Regions from separate parts of the Sus scrofa genome. Here region 2 is linked to region 1. Evidence: chromatin contacts called from public HiChIP or PLAC-seq data. All regions are on one chromosome and are shown on one strand. Each heading gives the region's core, a stretch centred on a gene start, on an enhancer-like site or on the middle of the called end of the contact. The rest is flanking DNA. Distances are from core to core; before and after follow the strand shown. Region 1 has its middle 100 kb from the start of CD44. Region 2 has its middle 56 kb from the start of MIR1343.

Evidence for each region. HiChIP or PLAC-seq counts read pairs in DNA pulled down with a chosen protein or histone mark.
Region 2: an H3K27ac HiChIP or PLAC-seq map of alveolar macrophages shows a contact between it and region 1. The contact joins two enhancer-like sites. A contact is called at or near these places in 1 of 47 Hi-C or Micro-C datasets (liver) and 1 of 2 datasets of contacts at active chromatin or transcription factors (alveolar macrophages).

What each region holds. Positions count from the first base shown.
Region 1 is chr2:25,779,937-25,785,811 of Sscrofa11.1, forward strand. No RefSeq gene overlaps it. Among named protein-coding and RNA genes, the nearest start is that of CD44, 100 kb to the right of the region's middle. Within about 2 kb of position 3,860, at least 19 of the 83 cell types and tissues checked have an H3K27ac peak or open chromatin away from gene starts, as enhancers often do. A contact at or near this core is called in alveolar macrophages, where this site is marked.
Region 2 is chr2:26,007,176-26,012,897 of Sscrofa11.1, forward strand. No RefSeq gene overlaps it. Among named protein-coding and RNA genes, the nearest start is that of MIR1343, 56 kb to the right of the region's middle. Within about 2 kb of position 1,501, at least 4 of the 83 cell types and tissues checked have an H3K27ac peak or open chromatin away from gene starts, as enhancers often do. A contact at or near this core is called in alveolar macrophages, where this site is marked.

The DNA of each region.
Region 1 (5,875 bases), core at 2,610-5,109:
TGCGACCTACACCACAGCTCACGGCAGCACGGGATCCTTAACCCACTGAGCGAGGCCAGGGATTGAATCCGCAACCTCATGGTTCCCAGTCCAATTCGTTTCCACTGGTCCACGACCAGAACTCCTTAAGTTTAATTTTTAATTGAAATAGAATTGAGGAGTTCCCATCATGGCTCAGTGGTTAACGAATCCGACTAGGAACCATGAAGTTGCTGGTTCGATCCCTGGCCTCACTCAGTGGGTTAAGGATCCGGCGTTGCCGTGAGCTGTGGTGTAGGTCGCAGACGCGGCTCGGATCTGGCGTTGCTGTGGCTCTGGCGTAGGCCGGCGGCTACAGCTCCAATTGGACCCCTAGCCTGGGAATCTCCATATGCCGCAGGGGTGGCCCTAAAAAAAAAAGATTTACAAGGTTATATTAGTTTCAGGGGTACAACACAGTGATTTGATAATTTTATAGCTCATACTCCCTTTAAAGTTATTATAAAATATTGGCTATATTCCCTGTGCCATATCCTTGCATTTATTTATTTTATATCTGGTAGTTTGTGGTTCTTCATCCCCTTCTCCTCCCTTGCCCCTCCCTGAACCCCTTATCCCACTGGTAACCATTAGTTTATTTTCTGTATCTGTGAGTCTGTTTCTATTTTGCTGTAGTTGTTCATTTATTTTATTTTTTTTTAAGAGTCCACATATCAGTGAAAATATACAGTATCTTCCTCTGTCTGACTTACTTCACTACGCATAATACCCTCCAGGTCCACCCATGTTGTTGCAAATGGCAAATTTTCATTTCTTTTTAATGGCTGAGTAACATTTACACACACACACACACACACACACACACACACACACACACACGCACCCCACATCTTTCTCCATCCATCTCCTGATGGAGACTTAGGTCTCTTCCATTCCACCACATGTTTTAAACATTGTGTCTGGTGGATGGTAAGTAACGTCAGCCATCCTACGTCAATACCCTCCTACACATCCCGCTGTCCTGGCAGGAACCTCTGCTGCAGTTGCCTGTATCCTGCAGACAAAGGTGTGTAGCACAGTGCCTAGTACAGAGGAGGTATTCAGTATTATGATTGAATGGCAACTAATTAATATTTCCTACTCCTTTAATGATCTTTGAATCCTGTGTATAAGATACTGTTTTAAAAGAAAATGTGGACAATCAGTGTACCCTGACCCTTGCCGCCACCATCCAGGTGACCCAGTTCCACTCCCACCCCACAATCCTTTCGTACATGGACTCTCACCTTCACCTTCTTCCTTCTGCTTCTACTTTGAGGATTCAGGAACTGAAGTCAGTCAGGTAGCAGGATTCCATCTCTTTTTGGACCTGGCCTTGTTGGGGGGGATTCCAATGCGTCCTCTAGGGGGCGCATTATCAACAAAGTGGTTGAAACTAACAAGGAAAATAATCAGATTCTGCAAGGATGGAAATTCCATGGGAGAATTTCCATTGGTCCCATCCCTGGCTTGCCAGATGAACACACAGGACTCTCCTTAGTTAGATGTTACACAAGTCTCTAACTTTTGCCAAAGGAGAAAAGTGGTTTAAAATAAGGGATCAAGGGGAGTTTCCATTGTGGCTCAGTGATAAAAAACCCGACTAGTATCCACGAGGACTCAGGTTCAATCCCTGACCCCACTCAGTGGGTTAAGGATCCGGCATTGCACAGCTCTTCCTGAACTCCAGTAACCTTGCCAGTAACCTGAGCTGTGGTGTAAGTTGCAGACGCGGCTGGGATCCTGTGTTGCTGTGGCTGTGGCCTAGGCCAGTTGCTGCAACTCCGATTCAATTCCTAGCCTAGGAAATCCCATATGCTGCAGATGTGGCCCTAAAAAGCAAAAAATAAAAATAAAATAAGATAATAAAATGAAACCAACTGAAATAAGGAATCAGGAAATTCTTGTCTTTTGCAAGACATCCCAGCCTGGTGCTGCCCTAAGACAGAGCTGCACGTTGCCAGTGACTCTGTAGCCCAGTGCAGATCTTGTGCTTCCAAATGTGCTATGCCCCAGAGCCCATTGAAAAAGTGGCTTCAGAAGGCAGAGGGAAGAGAGGGCAGAATCCACCCTGCCCTGGGAGTGCAGCCAGCAAACCTCACTGAGAATCACAGAAGAGATGCTGCCATTATTGGGACTTTGGGCGGGGGGACCGCGTGCTTATTCTGATTTCTGTATCTGCTCTGTGCTGATGGTCCTCAGTAAATAAGTACCAACATTATTTCTGTTAGAGCAATTGTTCAAGTCTTGTCCGTCTTTGCCTTCCAATATTTGTATCCTTCTGACAGCTTTTCCTGACATTTCTGTCATTTCTTAATGAGACTGAAAGAATCCTAGGAGGAGGGGAAATAAAAAGCACAGCTCTTCCTGAACTTCAGTAACCTCGCCTGAAATTTGAATTGCCCTTAAGCCTTGAGTGCGGGAAACCTGTCTCTCCACTTCTGCTTGGAAGGGTTCCCAACGTTTGGGCCCGGGATCTTTTCGGCTCAGCCCCAACCATCTCCTCTTCCAACCTCATCTCCCACTTCCAACCCATCTCCTCTCTCTTCCCATCTAGGAGCTACCCTGAAGCTTGGCTCTGGCAGGGCCTCTGCGTGGTAAGATTGTGGTCACTAATAAGCCTTGATAATTTCACCCTTCCCTAGAAAACAGGAAGGGAAACTTTTTTTCCTTTCTGATGGTGTTTTGGCCATTTCAGGGTGGGAGGTTCTCGGGACCCAAATTCTTAGAAGGGTTTGGGAGGGGCTCTGAAATTCTTGGACTACCTCTGACTTCCCCGTCATCATGGTTCCGATTCTAAGTCCCTGCTATGTATTTTCGCAAGAAAAACATTGAGGATGATATCGGGAAGGAGGGAGGAAACTTGTGCACAGCTATCATATTCCTTGCATGCGACTCCCATTATTCTATTTAATCCCCCAGCCCTCTTTCTGGTGCTAAGTGCTCTTCCCCTTTTACAGATGAGGAAACTGAGGCACAGAGCCATTCAAGAACTTGTGAAGGTCATAAAGGGAGGAAGTGGCATGGGTTGGATTTGAATTCAGAGTCTCATTTTAAAGACCCCCGTTTTCTAACTAAACATTAGCTGCCTTTCATGAGGTTTTTGCCATTCCTCTTTACGGAGTTAGGAAGGAGGAAGTGGTTTGGACAAGACTCCTGGAAAACAGTAGTCATCCTCCGATGAAGCAAGCAGTCTGGAAACCCGAGAGGGGCAGGATTGAGGAGGCGGGCAATGGGCAAACTACTGGTGATGAAGACCAGATGTCAACACGGGCAAGGGGTGGGGTGGGTTATTGGGAAAGAACGATGGCTCAGGCAGACTGCTGTTTCCCCGGACCCTTCCCCCAGGGCATCACGGCAAAAATCACACGTAACGCGTGACTAGCTTCTTCCACTTCTGGTAAGCACGACTTCCATGAGGTCGTTCATGGCTTCCTAAATCAGTGCTATCACCCCTGCGCCCGGATGGTGCCTGCATCTTCACTTACTCATCCCTAAGCCCTTCCTGTGGTTTCTGAACACCTCCTTCCGCCCCATCGGGCACAGAGAGTGAGGGCGTGCTGACCTGGTTGGTGGCATTTGGAGACCATCTCAACTCTGACAGGCTCAATTTACCGAACTTCCGCCAATAGGCACTAAAGCACGTTAAGTCAGAGACGTTGGGAGGAGCTGAGCTCCATGCTAGAGCCCTTTCTATTCCTGTAATTGGGGGTCCTAAAAACTTGTTCAAATAAGAATTCTCCTTCAAGGGTTTTAGGGAAGAGACAGGTGTGTACACCCGGGTACCCGTAAATGCTCAGCAGATGGCACATGTTGAGGTGTATGGAGCTGGACCTTCCCTTGAGTGCTGGAGAGACAAAGCCAAATCCTGCCCTCCAGAGACCCACTATGTCCAGAGACAGGTTCATGGGCAAACTGATGAGGTGGCAGAGTACGACCTGCTTCAGGGCAAGGTGAAGAGGTGGCTCGGAGAGGAGAGAGAGGGCTCTGCCTGGGTGGGAGTGGGTGAGACTCCTTCCTGGAGGTCATGATCAAAGCCATGGGTGGTGCCCCAACTCTGGTTAATCTGCAGCCACAGCTCAACTAGCCAAGATTTCATCAAGGGACACCAGCTAATCTGCTTCCTGGTCTGCAGGAGCTTCAGCCTTGCTTGAAAAACAAAAGGCATTTCTGTTAAAATCCAAGAGCTTTTAGCAGAAACCTCATCCCTCGTGAGAGCCTTGGATTCTGAAATATTCTGGTTCCAGATAACCCTGAGTTAGTAGCCACGTGTATTTAAAAGTTGATGAGAGTTCTGAAAATTAGAGGCGGGTGGTGGAGAGAGACCTTAAGTACTTAGAGTGTGCCTGTGGAAGATGAATTCATATTCAGATAGGAATTAACATTTTTGAGGACCTGATACATGTCAGGCATTGTCATGTACTTATTACCTCATTTAATCGTCCTAACAACCCTGTAAAGGTTTTATTGTCCCTTTTTTATAGATGGAAAAAGTAAGACTCGAGAGTATTTAAGCTGTTAAGCAGTAGAGTCAGTATAAATCTCAGGTCTGTCTAATTCCAGAACTCGGGCCTCTTGCTACCGTACCAGGTAACCTCCCAAACAAGACTTAACACAGAATCCTGCTCCTTCCTTTTCTTATGAAGTTGTTTCTGGCTTTCCAAATGAATGCTATTATCAACACGGCCCACATGGTGTGTGTGTCTTAAGCGTAAACGTGAGAGGTGCCCTTGAGCATAAGGCTCTTTCAAAGCATCCGTCATAGGTTGATTGTGCTAATGGCCCTGATCACTGGCCTTGACCATTGTAACTACGCTTTTTGCGATAGGACCGTGCAGCTCCTCGCATTCAGAGGCGGAGTCTGTTTTCCAGCCTTCAAATCTGGGCTGCTCTCGAGCCTCGATTTGGCTGATAGTCTACGGTGTTGTGGCAAAGTGCCAGTTCTGGGCCTTGGCCTCCGGAAGTGTCGTGGGCATCTGCTCTCACTCGGAACTCTGCCAGGCCTGCATGCGATGGTTGAGGGCCTGTGGGGGACCCACAGAAAGAGACGCCAATGATCCTGGCCATCCCAGATAAGCCATGGTACATCAGCCAGCTTCTAGCTGCCCTGTTTGTTCGTTTGTTTTGTTTTTTTAATTAATTAATTTTTTAAAATTATTCAAATGAATTTATCACATCTGTAGTTGTATAATGATCATAACAATATAATTTCACAGGATTTCCATCCCATAACCCAAGCACATCCTCCCACCCCCCAAACTGCCTCCTTTGGAGACCATAAGTTTTTCAATGTCTGTGAGTCTAGCTGCCCTGTTTGTTAACCACAGCCAAGTGCATGAGTCGATGCTCAAGGGAGCCCTGGCCAGAAGCAGAAGCACCCAGTCAGTGGGTGGATTCTTGAGAAATAGCCGATGTTTGTTGTTTTAAGTGGCTTACTATGTTTTGAAGTAGTTTTAAATGCATCGAGTTAGCCGGTAAAACCAAAAAGTAATTTAAAAAATTTTATTATTATTATTATTTTTTCAGGGCTGCATGTATGGCATGTGGAAGTTCCAAGGTAGGGGTCAAATTGGTGCTGCAGCTGTAGGTTGACCCCACAGCCACAGCAACGCAGGATCTGAGCTGCATCTTCCAACCACACCACAGCTCAAGGCAATGCCGGATCCTTAACCCACTGAGTGAGACCAAGGATAGAACTCTCATCCTCATGGATACAAAAAAAATTTGGCTGGAGTTCCTGTCCTGGCTCAGTGGTTAACAAATCTGACTAGGAACCTTGCTCAGTGGGTTATAACGATCCGGCGTTGCCGTGAGCTGTGGTGTAGGTTGCAGATGTGGCTCGGATCCAGTGATGCTG
Region 2 (5,722 bases), core at 251-2,750, 220 kb after region 1:
TGCGTATGGTTTGAAGAAAACGTTTGAATCTACTCAATGGGAATGAAGTAACTAGGTAAATAGAAAAATTATATTGAAATATCTACTATAAAACAGTAGTACTGTCAAGAATTTCTCAAATGACGTTTTAAAAACATTAATTTACTTTACTGGATTTTCCATTTTTAAAGTTTTTCAGGAGGCTATTCCTCCCAATATTTTCCAAAGCTGTCATGACTCATTGAGGACTCAAGAAAACACAGAAAAGCCTGTACCCCCCTGAATACTGAGTTTCCAATTTCACCCAGTTCACTCTCAGCTGAAAGGAATAATGCCTTTAAAGCATCCTCTGAATTTTTAAAAGGAAAGTTAGTTTGCTCTCAGGAACAGACATATCCATAAATCTTAGCATCCATTTCCATTCTTCTGAAGTTGCACCAAAGCATAGGTATAACGAGAATACCTGGAGTTCTCCTGTGGAGCAGTGGGTTAAGGATCTGGCATTGTCACTGAAACAGATCAGGTTGCTGCTGGGATGCAGGTTCGATCCCTGGCCCAGGAACTTCCATACGCCATGGGTGCAGCAAAAAGAGAGAGAGAGAGAATACCTGGAAACTCATCATGACATTCTGATTAGTATTTAATTAACAGGTTGAGATCAAACACACTCTTAACAATTTATCAATACTTAAATGATTTGGTGTCAAAATGAAATGCCCACAAACAGCATAACATATTTAGTAAGCAATGAAACCTAGTTAACTGCGAGGGAGTATAACACACGAAGAGCTACGTGGTGCTCATAGGTAAATAAAGTGGGCCTCCACATAGCAAACATCTGCTCTGAATTAATAAATTTAAAGAATAAAAGAAGTTGATATTTAGCATGAAAAATACTGAGTGGTAAAAATAAAACTTGATTTTTACCTGCTCTATAGTTATGCTCAGTCAGCTGGAGAACTCAGAGATGATGAGATTCTCTGAAAAAAATGGGACAGATGGTCCCCCAAGAAGCAAAACAGTGGGTGTAAAGTTACCTAAAGAAGCAGCTGTCCTGGCAAATGACTTACTCCATTAACAAAATGCATTTGCACACATAAGACACCTTCAAAAAAGTAGGGGCTGGAGAAGAGGGAGGAAAGTGGAGGTGTTAAAACACCTTTCCATTACACAAAGCATGAGCCTTTCTTCCTACATCAGCCTCTTTCTCTAGGCATGATGAGCTGGCAAAGAACATTTTCTTGGCAAGTGGCAGGGTGTAAACCTCTCTCTGCCATGCAACTCACCACTGGGTAGCCGTCCTTCCCATTAAGTTTCTAAGCTTTGTTGGAGTTAAAAGTTATAATGATATGTCCAGGTACTGAAAATGAACTGCTGAGCTTGTAATAACAGGTGCTAAATATCTGGCTACTAAAATTAGAGAGACCAGAAACCAAAAGGAGATGGTTATAACCAGCAATGTAAAAACCTGCTTCAAATGTTACTTCCTCTATGAAGCTATCCACTCAACCCAGGCCCTAGGCACGGACTCTGATTACAGAACTTACTGAACTGCATTTTACTTGGCCAGAGTTTAAGCTGACTGAAGGTAGGGACCATTAGCTATGAATCCTCAGTGCCGGCACACAGCAGACGCTCACCATTGCTGAATGAGTAATATCTCAATATCTCTTTTGTGTCACATCTTAATGTCTCGCCTAACAAATAGGTGAATTTATTGGAAATAAGTTCTACCCACAAAGTAGGTCTAACATAGATTGCTATACCTTACTGAGATGCCTTATTGTTTGGCGTTATTCCAAATTATAAGATCACATTTTACTTCCCAGCCTGTCTGGCTGGGCTGTGGTGCCAGCCACCAATTTATCATTTCTAAGATTCAGTGGTACCTTGACAGCTGCTCTGAACTACTGCACAAACTGATGACACTTCCAAGCATTTCTCCTTTATAGCAAGCATGGTAAGTTTCTCAGCAGAAGGCACCTGAGAGACACTGTCAGTTCTAGCTGCTGCTGGCTACTCATCAGGTGTGGAACAGCATCCAGTGATGCTCTGCCCCTGCACGTGCCCAGAATGGCAGTCCCAGCTCAGCCTGGTGACCACCTTCCCACAGGGCCCTCCCAACACAGACACCATGTGCTCCAGGTCCCCAACTTGCTGTCCCACCATGACCTCCTCAGTGCACCAGCCCAGTAGCTGGGGCTGACCTGTGCCCAGCAGGGTGGCCTTGCATTTCCCAGCGACTGCAGACAGACCTGGCCTGGGCAATGCAATGAATCTGTCACGCATAGGCTGCACACATTGGACACTGACTGGTAAGGTGGTCAAAAGAGAAGTATGGACCCTGACTGATACAGTCATCAAAATAGAAGCCCAGAGCCTTCAAAAGAAAAACTGATGTAATGAACTTTAGCTCGTAACGAACGTGGATTAAGGACATCTATGTAAAGTAAAATGTTCTACATCATTTTTTTTTTTTTTTTAATCCTTAGAGGTACTAAGTCCCTAATTTCGTGGAAGCTTTTATTTTTCTAAGCCTTCTATTCAGGGGTAGAAGTTATGACATTTAACTTCAGCATTTCAGGTTAACAGTAGTTGTCTGTAATGAAAACAAAAATCTCTAGCACTTTCTGTGTACAATCACAGAGAGAACTAGTACAGAGAAAATATGCATTGATTTAAGGGTGGTCATATTGAGACACATTTTACTACAGAAGAACAGGACCTTCAATTACTACAAGTGGAAAATGCCATCTCTGAATAGAGAACTACCTCATCAGCAATAAGACAGCCTAGGAAGCGGTATACTGCAATGTGGTGAGCTTGAATTTTGATGCTGCAAAGACCTAGGTTCAAATCCCAGTTGTGACCTTTCTGAGCTGTGTGCCTTTGGTTCAGTAACATAATCCCCAAGCTTGTTTCCTTTTCCTGTCTTGTGATGATGGTTGTAAAGTAGGATATACCTACGTTACAGAATTGAGAAGATTAAACAAGATAAGCAACTGTTAATTTTCCTTCCTGTTTCCTCATTTTAAAGGTAAGAGAATATTGAGGCGCAGAAACAAGGTTTTTACCGAGAGCACAGTAATTTATAGAAGAAGCTGAAACCAGGCTTAAAGTACTCTTGATTTATGTGCGCAAACTTGGGAAATAAAGTACATAGACTACTCTATTTAGAAATGGAGTACTCATTGGAAATAAAGTACGACCAGTACTCCATTGAGAAGGACAGTAATTTATTAAGTACCATCCTACAGCTGCCTGATAAATGCCACTCCTTATCACACTGCTGATAGGAAGTGTAGAACAAGTGCTACTTTCGTGATTAAAAATTTGACCTATTTAACACCATCAAACTCCTAGAAGAGAACAGAGGCAAAACACTCTCTGACATCAACCTCATGAATATTTTCTCAGGTCAGTCTCCCAAAGCAATAGAAATAAAAGCAAAAATAAACCAATGGGACCTAATCAAACTGAAAAGCTTTTGCACAGCAAAGGAAACCCAAAAGAAAACAAAAAGACAATTTACAGAATGGGAGAAAATAGTTTCAAATGATGCAACCGACAAGGGCTTAATCTCTAGAATATACAAGCAACTTATACAACTCAACAGCAAAAAAGCCAATCAATCAATGGAAAAATGGGCAAAAGACCTGAATAGACTGTTCTCCAAGGAAGATACACAGATGGCCAGCAAACACATGAAAAAATGCTCAACATCGCTGATTATAAGAGAAATGCAAATCAAAACTACCATGAGATACCACCTCACACCAGTCAGAATGGCCATCATTAATAAGTCCACAAATAACAAGTGCTGGAGGGGCTGTGGAGAAAAGGGAACCCTCCTGCACTGCTGGTGGGAATGTAAACTGGTACAGCCACTATGGATAACAGTTTGGAGATACCTTAGAAATCTATACATAGAACTTCCATATGACCCCACAATCCCTCTCTTGGGCATATATCCAGACAAAAAAACTCTACTTAAAAGAGACACATGCACCCGCATGTTCATTGCAGCACTATTCACAATAGCCAGGACATGGAAACAACCCAAATGTCCATCAACAGATGATTGGATTCGGAAGATGTGGTATATATACACAATGGAATACTACTCAGCCATAAAAAAGAATGCCATAATGCCATTTGCAGCAACATGGATGGAACTGAGTGAAATGAGTCAGAAAGACAAAGACAAATACCATATGATATTTCTTATAACTGGAGTCTAATATCCAGCACAAATGAACATCTCCACAGAAAAGAAAATCACGGACTTGGAGAATAGATTTGTGGCTGCCAGATGGGAGAGGGAGGGAGTGGGAGGGATCAGGAGCTTGGGGTTATCAGATACAACTTATAAGGAGATCCTGCTGAGTAGCATTGAAAACTATGTCTAGATACTCATATTGCAACAAAACAAAGGGTGGGGGAAAACTGTATACATGTAAGAGTAACTTGATCCCCATGCTGTACAGCAGGAAAAAAAAAATTGACCTATTTATATAATACTTTACGCTTTATGAAGTGCTATGACTAATAATTTTATCTTATTTTTAAAGACCTATTTTTTTAGTGACAGGAGTAATAATTTCATAAACAAAGACATTTCAGGAAAATAAGTTATTTAAGGTGTGAATAAAGGGAAATCATCACTAATTTATGATTTTGCTAATAATTTCTCAGCTTTTAATAAAAGTCCAAGTTTCTCTTAACAGTATATATCATACATAGCAGAGGTTAAAATTAGAGGTTTAAAAAGTAGCTACTTAACTGGGAAGAAAAAGACTGCTTGGGGAGTTCCTGCAGCAGAAACAAATGCAACTGGGATCCATGAGGTTGTGGGTTTGATCCCTGATCTCGCTCAGTGGGTTAAGGATCCAGTGCTGCCATGAGTTGTGGTGAAGGTTGCAGACGGGGCTTGGATCTGGCGTGGCTGCGGCTATGGTGTAGGCCAGCAGCTGTAGCTCCAATTAGACCCCTAGCCTGGGAACCTCCGTATGCCGCAGGTGAGCCCCTCCCCCCACAAAAAAAAGACTGCTTGGATTTGTTTGCAAATACAGATAAATGATAAAAAGTGAAAGTAAACTTTATATGATCAAAGAAATAAAAGACTGCCACTAACAGAGGCTAATGGTTTTTCAAAATACATCTTTATATACCTTATAATTTCAATTAAATGGTGTCTTCAATATTACGCGAGTCTAGACAAACTACATCCTGCCTGTCCCCAGCTCTTGAAATCAATAAGAGACCCTAGAATGTCAATTTCGAAAACAATCTATAACTATTTACAATGATTTTATTAGAGGACTGCTGCGTTTCCCATTTATGAACAGTCTAATCCTGAAATACACCACTTGCTGAACATAACACATCAGAATCTTAACCTTTTATACACTGGTGATGGGGGCCGTGGAGGACTTGTGTTTTGCACTGGGGAACAGCATCACTGTTGCCGCATTCCCTGAAGGCACACACCCACCTGTGGATTTCTAATATACCACAGCAAACAAACATGTCAAATATTCTTACATTTCTCCCTTCTTTAAAGCCACCTGACCTGGTACGAATCTAATTCACTGAAGCTTTCATTATAGCAAATGCTTCTAGCTGGTTCTGCTGACGGTTGCCCTTGACCCTGTTTTGACTTCCTTTGCATACAATGGCCAGACTAATCCTAAAGTTAAGTGTGCCCTGTTACTTCCCTTTTCAAAAGTCAACAAGAGTTTCC